Linked DNA regions of Zea mays: region 1 is linked to region 2. The links are chromatin contacts, called in public Hi-C maps. All regions are on one chromosome and are shown on one strand. The core of a region is the stretch at or near the end of the contact, and the rest is flanking DNA. Distances in the headings are between cores, read along the strand shown. Region 1 holds the start of LOC100192075 (hexokinase1). Region 2 has its middle 17 kb from the start of LOC100285940.

Region 1 (4,681 bases), core at 697-3,196, 120 kb before region 2:
TACACTTGATCCAATAAAACATTGTTACTAAAAATAGCTTCAGGATAAAGATCACTATGATCATAAATGGGGTAGCAATACAAGATCTTCGAGAAGCTTCAGTTAACAAAACCTTTCACGTTGAACACAGACAAGTTTGGCATATGGGCACATCAAGACTTACAGCATCATTAATGGAAAATGCCTTTGTCCACTTGACAAGCGTACCGGAAGCTACAGAACGCTGCTTCACTGGGAACGAAAACGTGAACCCTATTTCTCGCTTCTTGCCATTCGAAATGTTAGCGCACTTCTCATCATCGTCAACAAACTTGGCCAATTCAGAAGCAATGAAACCAAAAAGCTCCTAGGATGTTGTAAAAGCATACTGTCAGATTAAAAACAAACCGCATTAACTGAATTCTTGACGGCTATACTTACCGAGGAGCTCCCTGACATCAGATGTGGCGGAATGCCGACTTCTCTGGAGTCACGGTCAACGACATGCTTCGCATTCCCACCTAGTTGCACTTTCAAGACGCGGAAATTCGTTCCTCCTAGGTCCAATCCATAGAATAATCCTTCCTCTCTCCTGAAGTCAGTGGTACAAGTAAAATACTGTAACGGTGTGCTCAAGGCAGATGGATTTGCCTGCCTCTTTACAACAATTATCCTTAGATTATGTCTATATGCATCAGGTAGCTTGAAGCTCACATAAATCACTGTACAGTTGGATAGTCCTTTTATGCTATCAGATTCAGACGTAGAATCTATTGCATATGATGGCCAAATTCATTCCATAGATACATCGTTCTCAAATCCAGTCATATAAATTATTACCAAAAAGAATAAAAAAACAGAAACATGTTGATATGCTATATCCTCTCAATAATAGTGATGCCGAGCATGGAAGGAACACATCACGACTTTCTACAAAATACTGTTTCCTGAACGAGGTCTTTACACCATCCTGTTATTGTTAGGACTACCAAACAAGCAACAGGACGCAAAATCATCCTCTGATCATCATACAAACAGAGCAAGAAAGACAGGTTCAGAAGCACGAACCCTGTGGGGAGCTTATCGACGTAGGAGAGGAGCATCTTGACCCTGCTCCCGCCGTCCTTCTCCAGCCCCGCGCCCATCTCGCGGGCCATCTCCACGGCCACCTCGCGCAGCATCGACGGCGGCGTCTCACACCTCACTCGGAGCTCGGCCACCACCTGCTCTGCCATTGCCAGCGCAGCTGCCGCCATGGGACCGAACCCCCGCGAGGAGCAAATCAAGAGTCCTGGACCCGGGGACACCAATCAGCAGGAGACAGAGAAGCAAACAAAAGGCTGGGATTTTGGAGTCCAGAGCCCAAGGAAAATGCTAAAAAAGAGCGCCGGAGGTGGGTGGGGGTGACAGCGAAGAGCTTCCAACAGTGCGATTAAGGGAGAAGGGAAAAGGGAGGCTAGCAGCAAGAGAAAGTCAGGATATTTGGGTTTTTTTAGGAGTAGAACAAGGCATCGTCGGATTAGGGACGACTCGAGGCGAGACACGTGAAATTTAGCAAAGCTTTTGGCGACTGGATGGATTAACTCGACGGGGGGAAAAGGCAGGAAAAGGACGGGGTGGAGCCTGCCGCCTGGTGTGTTCGTGTGTTGCGCTGTTTGGTTCCTTCACTGGAGCTCCGCACTACGCAGGGAAAGGGGAGAAAGGGATCGTGTTCGGATCAGGCTCTGGATCACATGGATCTTATCATACCGAGTCAGGTCGGCATGGAGATGAACAGGGAGGTTGGCCGGGAATGGGACGCTGGCGCTACTCCGGTCCCGCTCCCGCGTCGAGCACCTCACCTGGCCTTTTTCTTTCTGCAGAAGCGGCGCGGCGTCCCACCTCGGCCCCTCGCTCGCCGTCGCGGTCGCGGTCGCGGCCGAGTGGAATGGAGGAAGCGTATGTGCTGTGATCTTGTGGGACTGCCGGGCCCGCTGGGCAGAGACTCCGGGGGCCTTGTGGATTTATGGACGGAGGTGGGCGCGTTGGATTGCTGCTACGTGGGGTTAAGAGCGATGACAGATGGCTTAGCCTGTACACAGCGAACGTGTCATGCACGCCTTTTATTGCCAACTGCCATCCAACTATCCAAGTACGTGTATATCCGATTACTGCATGCGCCCGCGTAGGATTTTGTTTTCTTAAAGGAAACTTCGTTGGAGTTGGACTGATATTAATATTAATGCACTATTTAACTTACGCAAACAACCCGATACAGGAAGACCCACTGAGACTAAGAAACAAAGTCCTTGCAGGTTTTGAAACTTCTCTTTCACCCTCCTTCAAACCTAGAATGAATGATATAGCCTTGTCGAAGCTGATCAGAGTAAAGTACTCGAGATGGACATACGATGTTAAGGATGTGTCTCCGCATCCATGAACAATAGGCAAGGACATTGCCTTGCAAATTAGGGAAAGAAGTGACCGACGCCTTCAAATTCCAATCATATAAGGTGATAGAATCATCATCAACAACACATGTTGAATGGCCTTTGGCAAGGTCCCTTTCTTGCTAAGAAAAGAAGTAATTGATACATTCAAGTTCTAATGGCCGGGTAACAGACATTAGAAACCCACATCGACAAGGTAGCAATACCCCCCCACCCACCCACCCACCCACACACATAGAAAAATAAATAAAACTAGCAACCAAACTTGTGGGAAGAAACGTACCCCATAAGGATATCATTGCATAGGCTATGACACGCAGGATGGCGTCAGCGGTTTGGAGGGACAACAACCTGCCAAAAAATGCCACCATTGACTCCATTATAGAACATATACCTACTTGAACACTTCGACCTTTGGCTAGGTTAGTGGAGGGGGAAACCAACAAGATCGATGTCACGACTAGAGAACATCGTGGGTCTCGCCTTTCCATAGCTATATCGGAGAGTGGAAGAGGATAAGTCTTGCATGCATCATCAGGCGTGCACCTCACGTGGTGACTAAAGTGACAATGAATGCTGGTAAGAGCTAAAAGGAGCACGTTAACGTGTGACTCGTCTCGCATTAGCATAACACTCGACAACCTCTCGTACCAATCATGCACAAGTAATGTCATCTTTCCAACCATCCACACATGAGCATGACACTTAGAGCATCACATTTTTGTCACTATAGAGCAATTGTGTGTAGCCTATGAGATTAGTCACGAGAAGTAAATGAACGTGTGTGAACATCTTGTTTGTTCTGCATTAGTACATGATTTTTTGCTATAAAAGGAAATAGAAATTTACTGTTTAATGTATGTTCATTCTCCCGTATTACATTCTCAATGAACACAACCTTGATCTATCGTTTGTTCAATTTGGTCAATGTGATACTTGGTTGACTCATGAATCTTGATGTTTCCACTGATGTATAATCAACAACAAAACTAAATAACTTTTTTGGTCCAATTCCATCCATTTTTGCTGAGGCAATTCCAACTTGTTTATCAGAAAATTATCTAGCTCTTGAGATATATGACATTCTTTACCCTTCTCTTTTCTTGATCTTCTCATCTTGAGTCTACAACGGTTATATGTCAAACAAAACAACCATCTTTATGTAATCTGATTTCAAGTATACAAATTGATTGCATGCATTTAGATAACAAGACCTGCTACATACATCGAAGATGTGATTACTAAGTGATTTACTAATATGAATAGGATCTTAACGAGCATTTCTATAAGAGAGGCTCGATAAGTAATCCCTTGTATAGGAAAACCTGCCTAAGTATAGGAGACACTTTTTTAGGAAGTAGCTAGGGAGTAGAATGAGTGAGGAGGAATGATACATAAAATATGTTGGGTGAAGCATGGATATGTCATGTTTGCATGGCGATGTGTCATTGGTCTTCTAGTGGATTGTGTGTTGCACCATTAGATGGTCACCACGCTCGAGATGTTTTAGTTGTTATCGTAAGCACTCCCATTCAATTGATAGATGGGTAATCATTAGAGTTGCTTATTATTTCAAAGGCTTACGGCACGTTTAGAGTGTTGGGAACTCAGAAGACTAGTCGAGAGGGTATTGTCCTAGGTAAAGGCTTTACAAACATAGGACGAGAGTCAAAGTAGCATGGGCAACTTTCTATAATTAATTCGGGGGAAATTGACATTACTTGTAAGGTATTAATTAAATAGGTTTGAGGGTTACAATGTAAAAAGATTGATCGTAAACATGAGCATTGTGAAAGGGATGCAACTATTATAGTAAAGGGATACCCCAATGGTAAAAGCTAAGGTGAAGCAAACCAAACAAACTTACTTGGAGAGGTGCATAAGCCATGCGTGCCAAGCGCAAGCCTTCTCTAACTCATAATGAAAGGTGAGTTAGGGATGTAAGGACGAAACTTAGGCTTTCTTGGCTTGTGCTCGAGAGCATGAGAGCGTGAGGATCCACCTCACTTTGTCTTATGCAATGTTTTGCTTTAGTTGAAAGTGTGGCTTAGATGATGTTGGTTACTTGTTCTCAAATGTTGTGGATCAAGAACAAGGCAACACAATTGTTAAAGATAAAGGACCTTCGTCCTTTGGGTCATTATCTTCTTTCGGGTATAATGATCTTTAGATGAAGGTCATGGAGAACACATCTTCATCACTTATCAAAAATAATAATCCATAGAAACAATATGTTATGTATTCATCCATTTATTTATTTGTGTGTCCAAATT
Region 2 (4,338 bases), core at 710-3,209:
TTATCCCCGCGGGGAACGGGGATGGGAAAGAAATGCTCCCCGCAAGCGTTCGTGGGGATCCCCGCGGGGAAGTTTTTTCGTCGCGGGGACGGGGATGGGGAGCTATTCCCCGGCGGGGAATTCCCCGTTGCCATCCCTAGATGGACACATGGAGTTTGCATCTGTTGCAGCCAGCAGGATTATCGATCCAGACGCAGGGTGTGCCGTTTTTCTATCTAATAATCTAATCACTAGAACTAACATGATTGCTGACGATATTGGTGAACCATAGGATGAATAGGGCGCGCATCTTGACTTCTTGAGCGGCGCAGAGAGAGCACGGCAAGAACACGCTGCGGGGCCTGAAGCCGACGACGGGCAGACCACCGGACCGTGGGATTCAGAGAGCATCAAGAAGATTGAAGGATGTGTGGCCGGTCGTCCAGATTCCAGCGATCCTCTCCATCGTTGCTCTAGCCATCTCCATTAATCCCGAGTTAATTAAAATCCGGCCGGGGGGAGACCTGTGCCCCGCCCCCACCCCCGCAGCAGCAGCAGCAGTAGCACCAAGGGGGCAAGGGCTCATTTGGTCCGAGCTCTGAGACGCAGTCGACGGACCACCGCATGCAGGGCGCAGAGCTTGCCCGCAGGTCGGGCGATCGATCTCGCGGGAATGTTTGAAACGGCTGCTCCGGCGCAGGGAGAGAGCATTTGAATCACCGCTGGATCGGAGCCGGCCGAGGTCCACCACACCTACTACTAGTAGCGCTGTGGGCGCGAAGGCAGTTACTGCACCTGAGGGATTCCATCCAGATCCAGGTCTCGCTCGCTCTTGCTGCCCGCGGACAACGGTGGCCGGTGCAGTGCAGTCGTGTCTCCATAGCCAAAGGACCCAGAGATTCTCCTACCTATCTGCACGTCCCTGATTGGATGGGGGGATTGGGGCCATGGGGGCAGGTAGTACATTCTTGCAGTGGACGACTGTGGACACCGGCGTCACAGGGGTAACCCCGGAGGTAGGGGTAGGCGGCGATCGATGAAGGCATGAAGCCTTCAACCATGGGGTACGGCGGGAGAGAGAAGGAAGCAATTGGCTCTGGGAATGGCAGGCTGCGTCTTCCTCAGATCCTGCCTCTCTCTTTTTTTTTTGTCCATCCAAAGGAATTTACTCCGAAGCACGAGGTTGCCCTGTTTCGAATCCAAAACATGCCGCTGGCTCTGGGCTCTGGCTCTGCCTGCCACATAGTAAAAGGAACGCCCAGCACACACCGCGAGAGACCACTGAGAGACAGATACAGCAGAGTGAGTGAGTGAGGTGATTCATGTGACTCCGCCCAGAAGGGATGCAATGCGATCCCTCTCCTCCAGCAACAGAGGCACGCGGTTAATGACCCTCATCAATGCTCTGCTATGGGTGGATGCATGACGAAGATGATATGCATGGCGATGGCGTGCGTACGAGTACAGGTGGTGACCTGTTTCTAATATCTGACGTCGGAATAGCAAATCGCAAGGTCCAGGTCTCTAGGACGATCAGACACAACAGACTGCTCAGCATTTTTCTCAGCAGCAGCGGCGGCGGATCCAGGGGGGGAAAAACATACTGCTCCTATATAGCCATATAGGAAGGGCTCAAAGAAGAACGCATCATACCTAGAGGATAGTTGTGGCAGATTTCAGCAAACAATCTTCTCCTGCGCGTTGGAGAAGAAAAAAGACCTGCTAGCTAGTTGTCTGCCGGAACTGAAGAAGTGCATGTGGACTGAACTGAAGGAACTGTGCCCCCCCGGCCTGGTTGTTCCAGCGCGCGCGTGACTCGTGTGTTTTCGTCAGAGAACTCGAGGCCTTGACACACGTCGCACAGCACAATGACACACTGGCACTGCCACCCAAATGACACAAATGGGTAACGGCTACAGACGGAGGAGAATGAGACGGTCGACCTGCGGGAAGGCGTCGGACTGGGCCCGGACTCAGGAGGGCCTCTCACCCTAGCCCACCGATGATGCCTCCACGGCCTTCCCGGTTCCGGGCCACTGTCCACGAATCGGATAATAATAATACGAAACGGCCCATTCGCGGTCGTAGGGAAGCAAAGCCCACCAGCCAGCCCTAGGACAGCACTGAATTTATTTCCTTGCACTTGTATGTACCTACCTTTGGGGTGTGTTTGGTTTGACTTTTGGCTTTGTCTTTTGCCCCCCTAAAAGCCAAAAGCCAACCAAAGGTCTGGATCCAGGAAGCAGCTTTTTCTAAAAGTCAACTTTCTCGTAGTGCAAATCTGAAAGCACCCCTGGACCTGCTTTTAGTGGCTTTTCGGATGGAAATATGAAAACATATATCGAAGAATTTTTAACGACTTTTAGTGATTTCCACCAAACGGTTTTTTAGCTTTTTAACAACTTACAGCCTACAGCAGCTTTTTCCACAGCTCACAGCTCACAGCCCACAGCAACTTTTTTGACAGCCACAACCCAACCAAACATACCCTTGCACTAGCTAGCTGCCTATCTAGCTCATGAACAATCGCTTACTGTAAAGGTGAAACATAAAGATCAGGCTGGGTAAGGTGTGTTTGGTTTCTACCGACTAATTTTTAGTTTCTTCGTTTCATTTTATTTATGTTCCAAAATAATCAAGTTTTACTTTCCGTATTTAATAATTTAGGAACTAAAATAAAAATGGAGGGACTAAAAATTAGTCCATAGAGGCTAAACAACCCTAAATTAAAGCAGCAAGCTCATGAACGTGCCCATCGTGAGAGAATCCAAAAAGGATGAAAGATGCCATGCTCGATTATGCTCAATCCCACCAACACAAATTCTCCTTACAACTCCCTTTTGGGACGGAATCGACCATACATGCATGTGATGGGAATGGGAGACCTATACGGATTTGTTTGGTTACTCTCGTATTCATCTCAATCGTGAATTGAGGTAAATACGAGACTATCCAAATAAGGTTTACATGTATGTGCACTTTTATACACCAGATGAGCGAGAAAAAGGAGCAAGACATAGGGGAGCATCCCCTAGCTTTTCCCCCTTGTTTCTTGTCTTTCCTGCTTTCTATCTCCTGTGGAAAGGGACAAACAATAAAGAGAAGGAATTCAATTATAATACACGCTAGCACTACTATACCACTCTACTTCCTTTTGAACCCGTATCTGCTAATATCAATATGTTGTTGCTTAATCATGTCATCCATGCAAAACCTAACCACAATGGTGAACATATGACAAATTTTTAGGTGGGGCGACACCGTGAGAAACAAATCACTAGATTGGACTATCATATAAAAATAGTTTCATGATAATAATATGGAGGTTAAGCGATAATACGAGAAGTTTTCTAAAATGAAATGAATGCCGAAAAATAATTTTGGACACCCTAAAGGAGAGCTAGTACTACAGGAAATAACTTAATTCCCGTCGGCCAGGAACCGACGGGAATAAGCACTAAACCGACGGGAATTACTTATTCCCGTCGGTTTAGGTCTTATACCCGTTGGTTCTCAGCCGACATGTGTCATGTGTCGGGGATAAGGTTATCCCCGTCAGCGACTGACGAGAATAATTAATTCCCGTCGGCCGTTAACTCACCGACGAGAATTAATAACTAACGCCCGTCGGCCTGGAGAACCGATGAGAGTTATTAATTAATTAATTCCCACCGGTTCCCTAGGCCGACGGGAGTTATTTATTAATTCCCGTCAGCCTTACGTGGCCGACGGGAGTTATTACTTAATTCCCGTCGGTTCGACCATAGCCGACGGGAATTAACTGGGCCGACGAGAATTACCCTATACTGCTACAAAAACAGACCTAAATTAGGTCACTGTTTCTGCACACATAACATACATCACAGATAACAGCCACATTACAAACACATGCATTCATAATTAAATCACGCATTACAAACATAACATCCACCAACATTTCAAATATAAGTTCAAGTACGACATCGAGTCAATGAGTACGACATAGTATTGAAATATAAGTACGACATATGTTCAAGTACGACCAAGAGTCAACAAGTTAAGAAACATGTTCAAGTGTTTAGAGATAACCACCACTTGGGTGGTTAGAGCTTTGACCGCTGCCGCCAGCCCGCCACCACCACCAGGAGGAGGGAACGCGAAGAGCGAGTCAACAAATCCAGTCCCTGCTGCGGGATCAGACCCACTACCACCCGCTTCGGGCGTAACCTATGCAAGTTAGCAAATATCATCACGTTAAATGCAAATATCAAAAAAGTATACAAGTATATAAATTAATAGAGAGTTATCAAACGTACCCTATCTCCAGGTGCAGGTATATGTGTCGGAGGGGTGGTGAACTGTGGTGGTGGAACTGGTGTG

What was found. A called contact is a pair of places that touch in the nucleus more often than the background predicts.
Region 1: a Hi-C map of ear shows a contact between it and region 2, with 2.1 times the contacts expected there. The contact joins the promoter of LOC100192075 here to the enhancer-like site in region 2. A contact is called at or near these places in 6 of 25 Hi-C or Micro-C datasets (ear, leaf, leaf mesophyll and 1 more).

The regions. Positions count from the first base shown.
Region 1 is chr3:7,007,319-7,011,999 of Zm-B73-REFERENCE-NAM-5.0, reverse strand. It overlaps LOC100192075 (hexokinase1), which reads right to left and starts at 1,946. Exons shown (of 10, transcript NM_001137498.1): 1 at 1,729-1,946; 2 at 1,048-1,270; 3 at 421-571; 4 at 164-346. The coding sequence starts at 1,235.
Region 2 is chr3:6,882,687-6,887,024 of Zm-B73-REFERENCE-NAM-5.0, reverse strand. No RefSeq gene overlaps it. Among protein-coding and RNA genes, the nearest start is that of LOC100285940, 17 kb to the right of the region's middle. Within about 2 kb of position 1,959, at least 20 of the 20 cell types and tissues checked have an H3K27ac peak or open chromatin away from gene starts, as enhancers often do. A contact at or near this core is called in ear, leaf, leaf mesophyll and 1 more, where this site is marked.